2 separate regions of the Mus musculus genome follow, and region 2 is linked to region 1. The links are chromatin contacts, called in public Hi-C maps. All regions are on one chromosome and are shown on one strand. The core of a region is the stretch at or near the end of the contact, and the rest is flanking DNA. Distances in the headings are between cores, read along the strand shown. Region 1 overlaps Ccdc146 (coiled-coil domain containing 146). Region 2 overlaps Fbxl13 (F-box and leucine-rich repeat protein 13).

What was found. A called contact is a pair of places that touch in the nucleus more often than the background predicts.
Region 2: a contact with region 1 is called in a Hi-C map of bone marrow-derived macrophages, with 21 read pairs. The contact joins two enhancer-like sites. A contact is called at or near these places in 1 of 484 Hi-C or Micro-C datasets (bone marrow-derived macrophages), 1 of 115 datasets of contacts at active chromatin or transcription factors (large pre-B cells) and 4 of 9 other capture datasets (adipose tissue, embryonic stem cells, liver and 1 more).

Annotation. Positions count from the first base shown.
Region 1 is chr5:21,330,193-21,335,911 of GRCm38.p6, forward strand. It overlaps Ccdc146 (coiled-coil domain containing 146), which reads right to left. Exons shown (of 19, transcript NM_029195.1): 3 at 2,828-2,910; 4 at 348-557. Among named protein-coding and RNA genes, the nearest start is that of Fgl2, 40 kb to the right of the region's middle. RefSeq lists an enhancer at 1-919. Within about 2 kb of position 2,164, at least 50 of the 459 cell types and tissues checked have an H3K27ac peak or open chromatin away from gene starts, as enhancers often do. A contact at or near this core is called in adipose tissue and bone marrow-derived macrophages, where this site is marked.
Region 2 is chr5:21,562,660-21,567,683 of GRCm38.p6, forward strand. The region is part of intron 9 of Fbxl13 (F-box and leucine-rich repeat protein 13); the gene reads right to left. All of the region lies in intron 2 of Lrrc17 (leucine rich repeat containing 17), which reads left to right. Among named protein-coding and RNA genes, the nearest start is that of Lrrc17, 22 kb to the left of the region's middle. Within about 2 kb of position 3,137, at least 46 of the 459 cell types and tissues checked have an H3K27ac peak or open chromatin away from gene starts, as enhancers often do. A contact at or near this core is called in adipose tissue and bone marrow-derived macrophages, where this site is marked.

The DNA of each region.
Region 1 (5,719 bases), core at 914-3,413:
CCCCCACCTCCCACCTCCCAGCAGTTTCCAAAGCTCCAAACATGGAAGGGATTTCAGTTTCCAGAGTTCTTTGCCCAGCTCTTGTGTGATCTTTTAGTGAAGGGAGCCAAGGGGAAATGTAACCGGGCTTGTAATTGTTAGCTCAGACTTCTTATACCTAAACCCTCTCCCAAATTAACTTGTCATGTGGAAACAGCCTGTCTCCAACAAGTAGAGACCTCACCTAGTCAGCCTGCACAGACTGTGGGACAGTGGAGCTGTCTCCAGGGCGGCCCCGGGGGCTCACCTAGTCAGCCTGCACAGACTATGGGACAGTGAAGCTGTCTCCAGGGCGCCCGGGGACTCACCTAGTCAGCCTGTACTGAATATTGTACTCCCTTTCTTGCGCTGCCGTGTATTCATTTTGGTACTTGAGCAGCTGCTCCCGAAGTTTGCAGACCTCAGTGGTGAAGACGTTGGGGAAGTCTTCGGCCTGCTGCAGACAGACCTGCTGCTGCTGGATCTGCTCCGTGAAGCGCTTGGCGTTCTCCAGTAGCTGCACCTCAGACTCCTGCGTGCTGGGTTTCAAAGACATTGAGATATTGATAGGGGGGACGTGTGTACCTTCAGGACACCCCTCCTTCCCCCCGCCCCGTATTCCTGAGAGGATTTGGGGGTAGGATGGGAACATGTCACAGATGTTCCTACTCCTGGATTCAGTTTGATCAGTCATACTAAGTCTCAGCACTGGCAAGAACAAGGCTCAGCGACTAGCCTGAGTCACCCACCCTCTAGCTGGGAGAGGTACACAGTCAGCTGCAGTGTCCCCTCATAAGTTCCTCCAGAGGTCCCTAGATCCAGAGTAGGGGCAAGCAGAAGCAGAGTAGAGGCAAGTAATCCAAAGGATATTCCCTCTGACTTTGAAGAAAGACCAGGGCTCCCAAGGAAGGGGAAAAAAAAAAGTAATGGGCCCCTCAAATAACCCAGAAATTCTTTTCTTTTCTTTTTTCTTTCCTTTTCTTTTCTTTTTCCTTTTTTTTTTTTTTGTGCTTTTAATTCTCTAAGTAAGACTGAACCAAGATCTTTTTTCATTACAGATCTAAGACATTAAGCACTCTTTTTAACAGCCATTAGTGGGAAACTAGGAAAAATTCCCCTATAAAATTATGCACATTAATCAGCTTTTAATCCTGCCCTGATGCTTGGCTAAAAATAGTCTTGACTATCACAGAAAAGAGAGTTCCTAAAAACCCAGCTGTATTCTGTGACCTTGTCCCGGTTTAAAGAAGTGGCTGCAGATCTGGATAGATAAGAAAAGTTATACTTGACTGATCCCAAGAATATTCCAGAAGTCTTGCATGTTACAAACTAGTACTGGCACCCAACTTATAGTCTACATGGCCTATCTGTCTCAGACACCCTCACATTAGTGATCCCCTACCCAGCAGCCATAGGCAGGCCTTTGCTATTTTATTTTAAAGCTAACACCTACTTCTATGTGTGTATTCTATTAAATGTTCTTACCAAGAAAAATCTCTAGGTTTCAGCTTATTTGCAAAGATGTCCTAAAACAGGATTGAGGCTGTCTTAGCTGAGGTAACAGGCTTCCCTTACCCTATTTTCTCACGCTTTACTGTGTCATGTGTTTAGTGGCATCCAGCCAAACATTTATCGGAGCCTCATATGTTCCAGGAACTATGGTAGGTGCCAGAGAGCAAGCAGAGCAATACTGGTGAAAACTCCTCCAATTTCCGGGAATGGAAATGGGAGCTGTTCTCTTACGCTTCGGTGCTCTTGTATGTTAACATTGTGTTCATCTGGCATAACCTGGGCTCCTTACAATGACAGGTCTCCAGGCCCTAGAGTTCTTCCACATGGAGAGGAGGGCAACACAGAAGTGAGCTTCCAGTCAGAACATAGGTGGTAGTTTACACATATACTCGTGTGACATACAGTGTCAGGAGGAGAGAACTTAACTTCTAATGTAGTCTTGTGGAAAGCTCAGTCGATGTGGGTTCAGTACTTCCAACCCATATCTGCCTGCCTGCAGCCCTAGCCACAAAAACATAGTGTCTGCTTCACTGTGCTTTTCCAATGGGCTTGAGAGAGAGTGGTGGGTTTTGTAATAGGTAGAGAAGGAAGTAAAGGCTCTGGAGGAGGTAAACTGTGAGCAGCAGAGGGGAAGTAGCTATTTCACAACACAAGCTGGAAGCAGAAGATGTCACTACATAGTTTTGGTCCTGCACTGATAGCTTGTCACTAAAGAGAAATAGCTTCAATACCCAGTGGCAAGTAGTAGGCTCTGGGCAAAGCTGATGGCTTATTCTGTGGATGCCCATCTTCTGACCTTCTACTGACTTGAACTTAAGCTCTCACAGAACTATACTTCTGAATGACAATTGGAGAGGGGTCTTCTTGTCCAAAGTATCTTCAATAGTCATCATACACACATCAGCGCCTACTCTGCCTGAGAAATGCACGTTTGTCATCTCAAAGTTCAAGAGCTCTTTTCTTCAGGAGTAATTCCTAATGAGTGGTGCAAACAAGTGGACAAGTACCCTGGCTTTGTCACTTCCTGGTAGCAGAGCTGTAATTGTTCTCTAGTCAGAAGTCTGTGACACTGGGCCCACAACATGAGCCACAGATGACCCCATCCACCTGGTTTCTTCCTTTTCAGTCTCCCTTCTTCACACATTCACAACCTCTTCTTTAGTGATTTCTAAAACCACCTGAACTCTGATCTTTGCCCCAGATTTCAGAGAGAAGACAAATGAAGACAGGTCCCATTTGTTATAAGGAAGAAGTACAGAGACGATAAAAGGTGACTCCTTGCTGGCAAAGAACATACCTCACCACTGTATCGTGTAGCAAGGTGTACTTGGCTTTCAACTCTGCCATTCTGGTTCCAGGAAGTTTTCCCTTGGAGTGCAGCTATTATAGAGAAGATAGATTACCATTAGCCATCACTGTCCTTGTGCCTATGGAGGAACATAGGTTATTTTTAGCCATCACTGTCCATATGCCTGTGGATGCACATAGGTTACTGCTAGCGATCACTGTTCGTATGCCTGTGGAGGAGATGAAAAGACTCATATATGTCTTCTAAAATCTTTCAGCTAAGCATTAGGAGGACTACATGTGCAGCAATGTGGCCCATTCAAAAGCAGCTGGGTATCACAGAGTAGTTCCAGCCTGCCTCTTGTAAGATCTTTGTTTTTGAACAAGTCTTTAAACTTCTCTAGGCTATGATTTCTTCACCCAGAAACTCAAGGAATGAAATATCTTCTTGTTCTAAAAGTGTATTTCTAGGGTAAGCAGACATTTTGAGTTGTGTGGACTACCAGGACGGCTGCTTGTTGAGAGAAGGCAATTCTGGAGCAGGAGCTGCACACCAGTCACTTCGCTCAGAAATGCAGGGGTTATTTTTTAGCTTACCCAGGATCTTGGGATCACTGGTGAGTGGAACGTAACATCTATTCCAAAACAACCCAGAGGGACTTGGGCCAGCAAGGACAGGGACACAGGAAACCCACCTGACCAGCGGCCTGACCAGCAGCCTGACCAGTGGCTGAAGTTCCTTCCAAGCACTGCGCCACCTTGGGCACAAAATCAGCAGATGGTCCCAAGTCCCCAGATGACTCTCCACGCAGCAGGCGCCCTAGCACACCCAGGATCTTAGGATCACTGAGGAAAGTCGGCCTCCAGAGAGGGCTCTGACCCTGGGACTCAGGTGAGAACTCCATCTTTTATCCCGGGTCTCTCAGAGACCAGTCCACACAGGAGAGAGCACATGGGCCTCAGAAGCAACAGAGCTTCTTAGACAGGGTCCCTTGCCTGCAGAGAATGCTCTGACCACTGGGACTCAGGAGAGAGTTGGACTCCCAGGAGACCTGACAGAGGGTAAGAGAATCACAGGAGGAACAAGCTACAGCCAGCGACAGCTAGAACATCTATGTCTTAGACAGGGTTTCTTTTCCTGTACAAACATCATGACCAAGAAGCAAGTTGGGGAGGAAAGGGTTTATTCAGCTTACATTTCCAAATTGCTGTTCATCATTAAAGGAAGTCAGGAGTGGAACTCAGGCAGGTCAGGAAGCAGGAGCTGATGCAGAGGCCATGGAGGGATGTTCTTTACTGGCTTACTCCCCTGGCTTGCTTAGACTGCTCTCTTATAGAACCAAGAAGGACCAGCCCAGAGATGGTCCCACCCACAAGGGGCCTTTCCCCCTTGATCACTAATTGAGAAAATGCCTTACAGTTAGTTGGATCTCATGGAGGCATTTCCTCAACTGAAGCTTCTTTCTCTGTAATAACTCCAGCTGTGTCAAGTTGACACAAAACTAGCTAGTACAATCTAACACCAGAGATTACCAGATAGCTAAAGGAAAACATAAGAATCTTACTAATGGAAACCAAGACCATTCGGCATCACTACAACCCAGTATACCTACCACAGCCAATCCTGAATACCCCAACACACCCGAAAAGCAAGATTTGTATTTTAAAATCATATCTCATGATGCTGGTAGAGGATTTGAAGAGGGCATTAATAACTCACTTAAAGAAATACAGGAAAACATTGCTAAACAGGTAGAAGACCTTAAAGAGGAAACACAAAAACCCCTTAAAGAATTACAGGAAAACGAGATAACCCGGCCTGATCCGGGGCACAAGTCCCTTCCGGTCCACTGCAGCACCGGGGTCCCTGGACCGGGGAGTCTCCGGACACCCGCAAGGACTCACACAGGATCCGCCACGGGATCCTAAGACCTCTGGTGAGTGGAACACAGCACCTGCTCCAATCCAATCGTGCAGGACCCGAGACTGCATTAATTAAGGAAGCAGATAACCCGGCCTGATCCAGGGCACAAGTCCCTTCCTGCCCACTGCAGCACCAGGGTCCCTGGCCCGGGGAGTCTCTGGACCCACACAGGATCCGCCACGGGATCTTAAAACCTATGGTAAGTGGAACACAACTTCTGTCAGGAGGTAGGTTCAAACACCAGATATCTGGGCACCTTCCCTGCAAGAGGAGAGCTTGCCTGCAGAGAGTACTCTGAGCACTGAAACTAAGGATAGAGCTAGTCTCCCAGGTCTGCTGATAGAGGCTAACATAATCACCTGTGGAAACAAGCTATAACCAGAGACAACTATAACAACTAGCTCCAGAGAATACCAGATGGTGAAAGGCAAACGTAAGAATCCTACTAACAGAAATCAAGACCACTCACCATCATCAGAACACAGCACTCCCACCCCACCTAGTCCTGGGCACCCCAACACAACCGAAAATCTAGACCTGGATTTAAAAGCATATCTCATGATGATGGTAGAGGACATCAAGAAGGACTTTAATAACTCACTTAAAGAAATACAGGAGAAAGCTGCTAAAGAGTTATAAGTCCTTAAAGAAAAACAGAAAAACACAACCAAACAGGTAGAAGTCCTTATGGAAAAACAGGAAAACACATCCAAACAGGTGATGGAAATGAACAAAAACATACTAGACTAAAAAGAGAAGTAGACACAATAAAGAAAACCCAAAGTGAGGCAACGCTGGAGATAAAAACCCTAGGAAAGAAATCTGGAACAATAGACGCGAGCATCAGCAACAGAATACAAGAGATGGAAGAGAGAATCTTAGGTACAGAAGATTCCATAGAGAACATCGGCACAACAATCAAAGATAATACAAAACACAAAAAAATCCTAACTCAAAACATCCAGGAAATCCAGGACA
Region 2 (5,024 bases), core at 1,887-4,386, 230 kb after region 1:
CACACACACAAAAAAAAAAAATGCTAACGATGTGTTAGCAAAGTCTGACACTGTCGAAGAGTAGTCCAAGAACTGATAATGTCTTTATAATAACAAGCCCTATGACAATGTCGATGTGTTTCATTTAGGGCATGCTTTAAAAGTTTATTTGTAATATTAACTTACAGCAAGATGTCACTGGAGTAGAGTCAGTTTGAGCATGCTATAACAGATTTCCATCTATCTTAGGTGGTGATGTTTGTTTGCATCTTTTGTTTGTGTTTGTTTATCCGAGGGCCAAAGATCAGGATTGCTGAAGGGATCCTAGCAGATCCTCTCAAAATGGTTAAGAGCAGGACCTTGTTAATGTGAGAGATTAGACAGCTGGGGCCAGGGGTAAATTTGTTAGCTTTTGGCCAAAGCTTGCCACTTTCTCCTTGACTCTGAAGTGGAGTGTGGTCAGATCAGTCTGGGACAAGGAGCAGGGAGAGGTGTGCTCACAGGAGTCACGGGGGAGCAGTGATAAACAACCAGGACTGGCCAGGCTGGGTTCCTCTGCTTTTGGAGAAAGTCCTCACTAACTGAAAATCTACCAAGTGCCAGGTACCCTCCCATATACACATGCTGTCAGCGTTCAGGCAGTCTTGTCCCCATTTAAACACGGTGGGGGTGGGGGTGGGGGGTGGGGAGGACTGAAGCAGCAGCAGCTCAGGAAATCCCATCAGTCAAACAAGGACAGGAACCTTCATTAACCAAGCCAGCACTTGCAATCTTCCAGAATTAATCTGACCATATGCAGGCAAGCTACTACCACATGAGAAGGCATTGGAAAATTCTAGAAAGCACTGGAGAATTCTAGAAGACTCAGCAGGTGTAGTTTTACCACAGCAAGGTAGGGAGGAATGTCCTTGATAGCATTATAATGAGAATTTAGGATTTATGCTAAAGCGCAGACATCCTCCGGGATGTTTTCTAAGCTTTTGTTTGGATTGCTTAGACTACAAACTAAACCCTGGGCTAGAATACTTCCTGTTACTGAGGTTCTGTCTTCAAGCTTAGTGGAATATGCACTTGCTGCACTGGGTGTCAGAGAGTAAAGTACAGAGGACTGGACTCACAAGTTATCTGAGAAGGATACTATCTCCATAAAAGATGGGTAAGACTTCATAGCAAGACGACAAACACTGCTCTGAGAGGTAAGAACATTCTATGGGCAGAGGCAGGTAGATATCTGTGAGTTTGAGGGCTATCCTGGACTACATCGTGAGCTCAGGACAGCCAGGGCTATATAGAAAGACCCTATAAAGAAAGAGGTGGTATGAGAGTTAAATACAGAGCATTCCCTTTCTGCTTGCTCCTTAGTCTTGGGCCACCAGCTCCTCTACAGCCTCCAATGAGCACAGTTCCTATTTTGTCTCTTGTCCTATAAAACATTTCTCCTCTGCTCTTGGCTAACATTGGCTATAAAACATATTTTATTGCTTCCCCTTTTGCAACTTGTTGTTGCCTAAATATAATCTTCTAAAAATACCCCTCAAATTAATCCTCTCTGTTGCAAAACTGCAGGGGACCCGGATGAGGAAGAGAGCTCCTTCCAATGAGGGAACTCAGCCTTTCCCAAAGGACTAGCAGTATGTAACACCGAGTCATATGTTAAAGGACAACTTGAGTCCCTCTGATTGCTAGTGACTATGTAAAATTCAGGGTCTGTATTTTCATTTTTTAAAAAATGTTTAGTTGATACACAGCAGTAGTTTATGTGTTTATGAGATACAGTGTGATTAATTCTAATCAATGAATATGATGTTTAGTGACCAGATCAAAGGAATGGATCAATCCCTCACCTTAGGCAGATATTGTTTGTGTTGGAAAAGTCAGCGTTCTCTCTCCTAGCTACTTGAGATGTACAGTTGTTGTCAACCATACTTATGCTTCCTTGCTTTCCTGTCCATCTTCATCCTTGTATCTGGTGACTACCCTCTCTCCAACCCCAATTCCGGCACAACCTCTAACACCCTCTAGTTCTGGACTATATAATGAAGGCTTATTAAGACTTTTCACAATTAACTAAAACTGCCTCACTGTGGTTTAGATAAGTCCACTAATACTATTCATCATTTATTTTCATTTTGTTTTATTATAAATTCCTATTTTAAGTTAATTCCTATAAGGAAAAGTCTGCCTAAACTCGTTTTTAGTGTCAGCATTGAGCTGCCTTCCTTTGTACCTTCAAAGCAGTAACTTGAGCAACTTTAAAACAAATAAATACACAGAAGTTGAAAATCATGGCTAGAATTCAAATATGACAACCTTAATCTATTCTAATTTCTTTATTTTGTTCCATAAATGGCAACCAATCTCAAATACTCAAATAACAAATGGTCGCCGAACAGTGGTGGTGCATGCATTTAATCCCAGCACTTGGGAGGCAGAGGTAGGCGGATTTCTGAGTTCGAGGCCAGCCTGGTCTACAGAGTGAGCTTCAGGACAGCCAGAGCTACACAGAGAAACCCTGCCTCAAAAAAACAAAAACAAACAAACAAAAACAAGTGGTCAGTAATGTTCATCTGTAGGCCCCTGTTGATGGAGTACCAATGTTTTTGATGGAATATATACATACATATATATATATATATACATATATATATATATATATATACATATATACATATATGTATATATATATATGTTATATGTGTGTGTGTGTGTGTGTGTGTGTGTGTGTGTATCAGAAAACAGAGTTTCAGGAAACCTAAAGTGTGCCATCAAGGGGATGGGGTGGGGGTGGGGCGCGGCGACTAGCAGTGACATTAGTGAAGAAAAGCCACTGTTAACTGCTCCCATTCCTAAACAGTGCTTTCATAAATGATAAAGCTCACTGTAGAGACGCTGTCCCTAGGAGGTCACATGGGCAGTAGTAATTCACAGTTCAAGCCACAGGCCACCATGTAATGCTATCTTTTCCTTCAAGACTGGGTATGTCCACTATACCAAGCATTCACTCGTGCCTTCTGTGTGCGTCCTCCCAATATCAGGTCCTCCCCTTGAGCGCTATGCAAGGGTACCACACAGGGAATGCAAGCAGGGGACTTGCAGTATGGACCCTTCCAATGAGGGAACTCAGCCTTTCCCAACGGACTAGCAGTGACTCAGATGTGTGCAGGGGACTCACTGGTGCCAACTCAACCACACAGACCTCAAAGATCACTATTTTTGCCTTAAACATCTGACAGCAAGAAAAAAAAAATAATAGCTTTATTCATGGAACAATGGGCCCTTTGCCAACACAACTCAGCCTTTCAAAGGGAGTAAGTGTGGGATTGGTTGAAAGGCACATTTATGCCATATTGAGGTGACAGGATTTGCCAGGAACACATGGAAGTATGAGTTCTAAAACCAATTTTAACTTCACATTTACCACGATAATTTACTAATTTGACTTTGAAAGCTAGGAAAAATTATATAGGAAAATTGGCTCCAGCTGCTTCTGAAGTCAACTTGCCGCTGATTTCAATAATAATTAAGAAATTTTACTTTCTGATAAACAAGCTTATGTGTGTCTCTTTAACTACTACCTAGTCTTCAAATTATTTCTGAGGCTGTTGACAACCAAAATCCTACTAAATGGGAAAATGATGTGAGGAAAATGTCTCAACTTCCTCCTCATAGTAAGGTTCGGTTGTCGGAGAAGCAGAGCTCATAAGAGCTGTGGTCAAGAATGAGGTCCACAATTGCCAACTCAGAGGTGGACACAGGGGATCAGTTAGTTGTTCAAGGCCTTCCTTGTTCAAGTCACAGCAAGTTGAAAGCCAGATCCTATCTCAAGCCTTCTCCCTCCCCTACCTCCAAACATTTCGATTCATGGTAAATGTGAGCTCTGGATGCCACATGGCATGTGGTCTAGAAATGAAGACATTGACAAAGTGTCATTTTGATGTGAGGAGATATGTACTTGTCTGTCTATTCTCTATCGGGGGCACATAGCTTGCATCAACTTTATAACTCATTCAAATTTAAGCAAGAAAAAAATTTTTTTCTCTCCACTACAACCAATGAAGTTTCCTGTTTGTTTCTAGGTCATGCTAGGAAAACTCTTAGGTTTGCATTTCCTGCTACTTGTGGATGCTATTTCCACTCAGGAGTTTGCTGACAACTTCAAAGTTGTCTTTTTCTAGCGCCCACAAACCCATTGCTTAAAGTGGGCTTCAGAGTATTTTTACAAACATCTTTTCTACCCGTCGATTTGCGGCTAACCCACTTTCAACTTGTTTTACATGGTTTTTCTGTCATCTATCCTCAAGTCTGGTCCAGTAGGCAGGTTCTGATCTAGGCTTTCTAGAACTGAAGGGGTGCCAGCTCTGCTGACTGGGACACCCTACAGGACCCTGGCCTTGACTGACTGACTGCACCTGTGGCCTCTTCCTGCCCTATATATGTGTATGTTATACATGGGGGTTCTAGGCAGGTAGATAGCAGATCAAACAGAAGGCCAACATAGACAGATTAAGGGCTGGGTTAGCATGTTTAAATTGTGATGATGTTACTTCTGGCAAATGACCTAACTTCTTTGTGCCCCCATTTCCACATCTGTAAAATGAGGTTAATAATGGAACATATACAGTTCTCTTCATTTAATTTTGTTAAGAATGCCTAGATCAGGAGCACATAGATAGGAAGGGCCCATCAAGAAGGGGAAGGAAATTTAAGGAAGTTTGACTCAAGAGGTTGTACTAGGGAATCTAGAAATGAACTCCAATACCATCCCATTAGACACAGGGGTTGGAACATAGTTCAGTCACGAAAGTGCCATGGAGGCATAAGGTGCCGAGTTCAATCCTTGGTAGCCATGTAGAAAGCTGGGTATGATCGCACATGCCTATAATCCCAGCTCTGGGGAAGCAGAAACAGGAAGAGCCCAGGGGCTCACTGTCCAGCCAGCCTAGCCTAATCAGCAAGCCCAGGTCCTAGTAAAAGACCCTGTCTCAAAACAAAAAAATGTGGCATTTCCTGAGGAAGAACAGCTGAGGTTGACTTCCAGCCTTCAC